Linked DNA regions of Rattus norvegicus: region 2 is linked to region 1. Evidence: chromatin contacts called from public HiChIP or PLAC-seq data. All regions are on one chromosome and are shown on one strand. The core of a region is the stretch at or near the end of the contact, and the rest is flanking DNA. Distances in the headings are between cores, read along the strand shown.

What was found. HiChIP or PLAC-seq counts read pairs in DNA pulled down with a chosen protein or histone mark.
Region 2: an H3K27ac HiChIP or PLAC-seq map of oligodendrocytes shows a contact between it and region 1, with 17 times the contacts expected there. The contact joins the promoter of Smim11 here to the promoter of Atp5po in region 1. A contact is called at or near these places in 1 of 12 Hi-C or Micro-C datasets (prefrontal cortex) and 1 of 1 datasets of contacts at active chromatin or transcription factors (oligodendrocytes).

The regions. Positions count from the first base shown.
Region 1 is chr11:44,656,121-44,660,610 of GRCr8, reverse strand. It overlaps Atp5po (ATP synthase peripheral stalk subunit OSCP), which reads left to right and starts at 3,128. Exons shown (of 7, transcript NM_138883.1): 1 at 3,128-3,167; 2 at 4,244-4,294. The coding sequence starts at 3,132.
Region 2 is chr11:45,017,874-45,021,974 of GRCr8, reverse strand. Smim11 (small integral membrane protein 11) reads right to left here and starts at 2,706. Exons shown (of 4, transcript NM_001131000.1): 1 at 2,679-2,706.

The DNA of each region.
Region 1 (4,490 bases), core at 1,879-4,378:
AGGAATGAGAAGATGATCCAATGTAGCTTTCCTCAGTGACGGGCAACTTCCTCTGACCCTTGACCAATCTAGACATGGAGCCTTGAGGGCGACAAGGTGGTCCTATGACAGAGAGGCTGGGGTTCGAGAGGTCGATCCTAAGACAGAGGTGGCTACACCCCGTTTAAATGTATGGGCCGGTCAAATGCTCCTCTGCCCAGTTTCTCCCCCAATAAACACACACGTATAGCCCAGAACGGTGTGTTACAGCATAAGTTCATTCCTAGCCATTGGGGTGCAGTCCTGACTGCAAGAGTGGCTCGCCATGGCCGAGCTGGGCACTCTGTGAGGCATGTCTGATCTCTCTCAGACCACTACTTCCACCTAATGGTCCTTTTTAAAAGAATAACGGGGGAGATGTAGTGAGCCGTATTGGATTTGGGCCTAGCCGCTTTGTGACTGCATAGCTCAAGGTGGCTACTTGACTCTGGGCTGCATGGCCACAGAGGTTTAACCTTGAAATGACTGCCATACAGACTTGAGATTGTTGAACTAAGAGCCTCTCCCAGGAAGACCCTGGGAGCAATGACAGGATGTTTCAGCCTGAGCAAAACACCGGATGTCCCTGAGCAGATTCCTAAGAAGGGTTCGACCTTTTCGAACAGGTCCCCGGAAGACTGTTGCCTCTTTGTTATAGGAGGATATCTTGCAGTGTAGTGATTCACCTTATATCCTTGGGCACTTCCCAAACTCCCCCACCCTAAGCTTCAGTTCCCGCTTCTATTCCTGCCTCAGAGCTTTAAATGCTGTACATTTCTCTCAATAAACGAGACCTTGACAACAGAACTTTTGCTTGGTCTCCTTCTTCTCTTCACCCCCATTTTGGCCCACAGGTAGAAAGCCTCTTCGGGACCCTGAATAACTGGGTCCCCCGCTGGCGGGGACAACAGTTCATCCCAGAGGGGAGTCAACAGAACAGGACGGTAGTAACTGAAGCAAACATGCACTGCTTACTTACTGGCTTGCTCTCCATGGCTTGCTCAGTCTGCTTTCACATACAACGCAGGGTCCACCTGCCCTTGCCACCTGCCATTGGTATACTGCCACCAGTAGGCTGGGCCCTCCCACATCAATCATTAATCAAGAAAGTAGTCCGCAGACTTGCCTACAAGCCAATCTGGGAGAAGCAGTGTCTCGATTGAAGTCTGTGTCTAATTGACAGGCGCATCTCTACTTTGTGTCAAGTTGACACAAACTAACCAGTACAGCCTGTGAAGGCAAACAGGTTGATTCTGTTTTGATACCTTATTGAATCTTGGGATATAAAACATCTGTCTACACTCGAGTAGTTCAATCAGATGTGCTCAGTGCTGAATACACTTTTCCTTAGGCTTATTTAAAGTATTTTGCAGCAATCAAGCAAATCAGAAGTATCCACACTCAACTAGCCAGAGTGTAAGCTGGAGAGAAGTAACTTCACTTCCTGTGCCCATGTGCTCCTGCTCATGTGCCAATCTGTTCAACTTTTAAATTCTACTTTTTAAATAATCCAAAATATTTTTTAAAGTATATCTAAAGATACCCAGATATGTAGGATTTTTTAAATGAACAAAATAATATAAACCACGCAAATTCTGTTGAAAAGTCGTAGAATGGTTAAGTCATAGAATCAACATGGATGTTACTCTGCAGCTGTGCACGTTTATAAAAATGCCATAACTTAGACATTTGCTCATACAAAATGTATTCCTGAGGTTGGAGAGACAGCTCAGCAGTTAAGGACACTGGCTGCTCCTGTGAAGGACCTGTGCTCAGTTCCAAAAACGTCCCCTGGCACCTCACAACCATCTCTAACTGCAGCTCCAAGGGACACAAAGTCCTTTTCTGGACTCTCAAGCAACAGGCACACATGGTGCACATAAATACATGAAGGAAAACACGCATACACATAAAACCATTTTTAAAGGAATGTATTTGCAACCCATATAATTTTCTATCCATCTTCCCTCATATTAAGGTAAAAAGCAAAATTATATATTTTGCTAAATTATATATATCTGCATGTATAAAAAGCACAAACACAAAATAAAGAACTGTCAACTGCTCTATGCACCCAAAATATGTTAATTTTCCCAACACAGTGTAAGGCAATGGTCTACAATACTATGAATAACGATTTTATAGCTCAGAAAACTGAGGCACAGGGAAATTGTGTGCTTAGAGGCCGAGGTCACAAAACTCTAAAGATTCAAGCCTGGGCAGTCTGCCGACTAAAAATATTTGGGTAAACAATTCCCAACTGTGTTAACAGCACAAGACTCAGGGTGGTTGAAAAGAAGGGGGTGTATTCTCCTACTTTTCTCCTGATGACAGTGATGGTGATGATGATGATGATTATACATAGGCATACATACATATATATTAAAAATGACCAATCAACTAAAATGTATTCCTATACTACATCTAAGCAGAGGGGGGTTTTTGTTTTGTTTTGTTTTTTTCTTTTAAATTTAGCACAGAACACCGCGTTACAACCGGGAACCTTGTCGTCGGATGTTGACCTTTTTTTTTTAATTGCGGAAAAGAGTGTGTGTGTTGAAAATGAATATAGAAAAACCGGCCAAGGTGTGCTGGGTTTTTAACTTTCTACATCATCTTTGATTAAACCCTGATTCTAGTTCTGGATTAACTCTGTCCTGAAATGCACACAGAGTCAAAATCTAACAAGTCAGGGCTATGATAAGACTGAGAAGGAAAGGGAAAACTATCAGGCCAGAAGAGCCAAGCAAGACGTTATCCCCTGGGAGATTCGCTTGTGGTTTTTTTGTTTTAAGTAAAGCCTGAAGCATTGTCACAGAACCACACTTTGACAGGTTCTAGACATGGCAGAGATGTTGACGATGCATATGCAAAGAATCTAAATGTAAACCTAGTTTCAGATTTAATTTTCCGATCTTGTTCGGGTTCAAGAGTCTAGCGGGACCACGGCACCTATGGACTACAACTCCCAGCGTGCAAGAGGTTCTTACCCACACGCCCCGGCTCCTGGTGCGTTCATTTCCCAGAAAACCGAGCGATCACGCCGACGCGCGCATGCGCTCTGGCATCACTAGTCTCTTACTTGGGTTTGACCTACAGCTGCCCGGGAAAAGATGGCCGCACCAGCAACATCCGTGCTGTCCCGACAGGTAGAAGCTGACGGGAGGGTCCCTCCTGGGGTTCCCGGTCCCCGACTCCCAGCGCTGCGTGTGAGGCTGTGGCTGAGGGGTCAAGCCGCCCACCAGGGTCGTGGGGCCCGGCCATTTCAGGAAGCGTGGGGCTGATTCGCGTTTTTTCCCCCGTGGGGAGTGGGCACGAATTGCGCTATCTTGACCTTGACATCCAAGAGTCGATGCATAGCTGAGCAGCTGGCAAAAGCATGGGAGAGAGAATTGGGGAAAGCACACGTCTAGCCTTGTTCGTAAACCTGCCAGGGCTAGCTGCTGCTTGGCAGTATTGAGTGTTCGTAAAGCGCATTCCATGTGTTTATAAAGAAGGAAGAAAGGGTTAAACCTCTTCTTTGGCTGGCAGCCAGTAAGTGGTGAGATTGCAACGGGCCAAGTCCAGCAGAAACTGGAATTGGGTGGATCATCTGCCCTGATGATTTTAATTTGTACTTAATTCATAATTTTTATCAAGGCCTGAGAAAGCTTTTTAACCCTCATAGCCAGTTCTAGTCGAGTACACCCTAGAGATGGGAGTATAGACAGTGACCTGTGCCCTTGAGAGGTGCTTTTTAAATGGCATTCCAGGCTTCTCCAGTGACAGACTCAGTGCCTGGTGCTATATGAAAAGATCTTTGGTGTTTGATATCACTTCAATTCCTTAGCACATAGGTTTACTCGAATCAAGGCTGGCCTCCTCTTATGTTCATTAAAGTTTTTCCCAAAGGTGATAGAAATATAAATCCTCCACTTTGCTAAAGCATTTTCCTCAAATGTGATAAAGCTCTTGACTTTTTTTTTTTTTTTTTTAAATTCAATTTTGAGAAGCTAGCATTTTCTTTCTCAACTACCCAGGGAGGAAGGCAGTTGAAAGACAGTTTCTGAAGCAGTTTGGGGTGACTCTCAATAGGGAATGTATAGGTAATAAGGAGCAGTTCCCAGTCATGTAAGCTTTGTGACGATAATGTAAAAGAATTATGCAGCTCTTTGATTGGAATATTTTAACCTATTGCTAAGCTAATGCAGAAACCCTGTCTCATCTATTTTCTTCTGTTCTAAAGGTGCGGAGTTTCAGCACATCTGTGGTCAGGCCCTTTTCGAAGCTTGTAAGGGTATGTCAGCTTGCATTTGTCTGTGGGGGGGGGGTGGTTGGAAAGCAGTGAGGGAGTGAGTTGAACAGAAACACCGTGAAGTGTGTGTGCGATTACTAAACTTGGTCTGCAAGGATAGCAGTTCTCAAACGACTGCCTGGGATGCAGGGGATGCTGTCAGGTGCCTGTCACATAGGGTGGGCTCAACCCTAGTCTT
Region 2 (4,101 bases), core at 1,457-3,956, 360 kb before region 1:
GAACTTAAGGTTAGAATTAGGAAAGCAACGGGAAATTTCATACGCCTCATAGAATGGGCTTCCCGAAGTAAACCTCTTGGGAGACAGTGTAGAAAAAAGAAATTCCAGTTATAAAAAAGTATCTAATATATAAAATTCAGACCTCAGTCTATTCAAGGTTATAGAACTTTGAAAACCAACCAGCTATTGGCTCAAGATAACCAAGTTTTGCCTTTGACTTGCGCAAAGTCAGATAAACCAAGGAGCATATAATGCAAAGCCCTGTTTAAATGCTATAGCGGTGGTTAAGGTGCCACAAGTGTTTGCCTTTAAACAGCAGCAGATTCCAACCTACGCTGGGAAAAATGAGTTCTTTGCGTGTTATAACCTGCTGCTGGAATTTACACTTTGAACGTCTAGTAATCTTAGGGATTAGCCGTTCTGTATGTTAAAACAAAATAATCGTTTCCATTTTATTTTCATAATTCTTTCTTAATTAAGTTGTGTACATGTGATATGGTAGATGATTTAACTGTTGCCCACAAGTCACCTGTATGAATTGATACGCACGGGACGTTGACTCCCAAGGTCAAGGAAAACAAACGGGCCCAAGGTGCTTACAAGAGGAAATAAATGGAAGAAAATACCCAGGGGTCTGGAGATCTGGTAAACCCATTACGCTCAGCAGCAGTGTGACCTTGGCCTCTCAAAGACTCCTTCATTAGTAAATTCTCCTTCAGGAGTTGGCCAGTAATCACGAAGAAGCATGAGTAACACACAGAAAGCATTACTGTCTTGAAAATGTCTCTCCTTTCCTAATGGTCCTACCAGATAATGAACAGCGATGGGGCAGGATGCAGTCAGTACAAGGCGCCAGGCATGGGATAAAGACTAAGGGCAAGGAGGAGGAGGCCAGGACTCTATTCCGGGTGGCAGTAAGGGACAGGTATGTGACCTGGGAAAGCCATTAGCCTCCTGAGTCAAAGTGCTCTTGGAATATCAGGGTCCAAAGAGTAAGTCACCCACTCTGGAATTTACAACTCTTCCCTCTCTCTGATGTCACAGAACCTGATGTCAAAAAGACTAGCAAGTAGAGGGTTAAAAGGTAAGGTCTCGGGCTGGAGAGATGGCTCAGTGGTTAAGAGTCCTGACTGCTGTTCCAGAGGTCCTGAGTTCAAACCCCAGCAACCACATGGTGGCTCACAACCATCTGTAATGGGATCTGATGCCCTCTTTTGGTGTGTCTGAAGACAGCTACAGTGTACTTAGCTACAGTGTACTTATATATAATAAATGAATAAAAAAAAAAAAAGGTAAGGTCTCAAAGAGAGAAACAGGGCTGAGGGTGTGGCTCAGAGTGCTAACTCAAAGCTCTGGGTTCAACCCAAGTAACTCACAAACAAGCTTGGTGCAGGCCTGTAATCCTAGCACTTGGGGGGTGGAGGTCAAGGGACGGGAGTTCAAGGTCACCAAGGTACAGAGAAAGAGTGAATTTGTGGCCAATCTCAGATTCACCTAATTGTGCCAAAGAAGGAGAAAGAGAATAAAAACCGGGAGTGGGGGGTGTGTGGTAAAAGCACAAGGAACTAACTCTGTAATGGTAGTGGAGTGGGTGGGGTGAGGAGAAGAGACCCAGATCATCCTCCATCATTGTCACCCACCGCTTTAAAATAAACTACACAAACCAAAGTAGATGACTTCAAGGCACCTTGTAAGCTTTCTGCAAATCGGATGACCAAGAAAGCTAAACTTCTCAGTGAGCTGTCTGCTCCAAATCACGGACTACTGGTGCCATTCAGAAACAAGCAGCAGCTGACAGCAGAGAGTGAGTCAAAGACAGCAGGGTGAGGACAGCTGGAGGCCATTAAAATATAAGAAAAGCCATTCAGGCCTAATTCTTCACGGTAGCAAAAGGGCTTAGACGATACAACTGCTAGTAGGTTTGATCTTTATTGCAAGGTATCTTGCCAGGTTTTATTCTAGAAACAAAGAAGGTATTCATCCATTCTGATTACACCAATGAAAGCAACATGGCCAATATTCTGCTTACAAGCTACCTGGCGGGGCTAACCAAGACGTGGGTCCACCAATCTCAGCATATTACCCACTCACTCCAACCGCTCATCACCTGAGCAGCTTGTGTGAACTGCCTGAAGCTGTTTTCACTCCCAGTCTCTACCCCTTTCACTCCAGTTCCTCAGCCAACCATTTAAAGCATCGGTAGGTTCAGCTCTCCCCTGATGCCTGGACCTCACTTAGCCCGCTCAGCACAGGCCTTGGTTTTCAAGAAATCTAGCTAGACCCACCTTATCCGGGTGGCCAGACTCCAAATTTTAAAACTTTGGAGAGCCCGTGAATTATGGTGCACCTCCCTATTAGCTGGAACGGCACACCTCATTTGAGCAACTCTAGCACCTGTGCGATCTGGGGCCCCACAGATCAAACAGGGCTTTGCTATCCCTGGGTACTTTAAGTGCCCAGCCAGGTTCTCGCCCCCACGCATGCGCTCCACTAAGGGGAGAGGAAGAAGGCCAGGAGTTATCATTGCTCCCTCCCTGCGTCCCCAAAACAACGGGACCAGACTATTAAGGTTCCCATGCTCTGTGTGGCCGTAACCAGCAAGTGTCATCCAGGGAGAAGCACGAACGCGAGGTGACCGAGGGACCCCCAGCGCCCCAAAGATTCAATCACACACTTACAATTCAATGCGGCGGGGCCTCCTCGTTTGGTGCTCACAAACCACGACTCCCACAATCTGGTCGTGAAAACTACATGTCCCGAAATGCACCGCTCGGAAAGGAAGCGCCATGATGAAGGGCACCGTTTGATACGCAGGCGCAGTGGCTCCAGGGTGGCTGCAGAGGCGCTGAGGGCAAAGACGGTGTTGCTCCAAGCGCAGGCGCTGTGGGCGCCAGGCCAGTTGCTCAGGGATCTGAGGATATTGAAGAAATCCAAATGGGACCCCTGAGGGTGGTCCGCAGCAGGTGGGGTGCGACCTGAGACCCATTGTTCAAGTGCATTGTTTGTTGACTCCTGTTCTCTAAAGCTGAAGACAAGAGGACCCAGGTTTTTTGTCGTTTTGTTTTTTTAGATTTAGCATTCCTCCGCGGGGACAATATGAATGCGTCCCTGTTGGGATAACTGAAGGATGCCCTGGCATTAGGTTCCCAGTTTCATTTCTAACCAGTGAACCCCGAAAGCGTGCCGGGTAGGGAGGGCAGACAGCAGCCCTGTACAAGATGGCTGTGGAGATGGAAAGTTCTCACCGAGCTCTCCACCTCAACTCCCTCTTTTGTGGAGTGGGGAACTGATGCCCAATGCTGACACTAATGGCAGGGTGGATACTTGAACCCAAGAAATCTACCTTCAGATCTCATTATGCCTCTTTGTGGAGATGAAGTAGAAAATGTTAGCTTGCAGAGGGCTTCACAGACCTGGTTGTGCCATCAAGAGAATATCACTTGAGACTTTTCATTTAATTTAATTCTACGAGGCATATAAAGGACACGCTATAATTATAATATTTCATAAATGATGAAACAGAAACGCAAAGAATGGGTTACCCCCCAGAGGTTTAGTCCAGCATGCGCCAGACATGGGGCTCACCATAGGTTGTGAGACTAGGATCAGATCAGCCCCTATCGCCTGTTCCTTTTGAGATAGCTTTGAATTTGCACTTTATTTAAGACTCAGGCGTGTGGAACCAGCAGGCTAAGCAGAAAGACTCTAAAGGAGACATGGAGAGAAAAAACCCCAGCTGTTTGACTTGGCGTTTTCGTTCGGAAAGCCTCACTTTGGTCTAAGTTGATACTGGAGGGGGAGCTGGGGTAAATGAATCAACAACTGGATACCTGTCCAACGTGTTAGTTACCTGCTGTTAACCCAACAAGAGACTTGACAGAGCATCTTAGGGAAGTAAGGGCTTGTCTAGGCTAGCTAAAGTAGGGTCCACAGCCAGGAGGAGAGTGCTCGAGGCTTGTACTTGCTTGGCCTTCTCCTTTAGGTTCCATCCAGGATCCCAAACCAGGGAATGGTGGAGTCCATGTAGAGTATGTTTACCCCCTCATTATAGCAGTCTATATTCCCCACAGATGTCCCCAGAGGCTTGTCTGTTATCTGAGT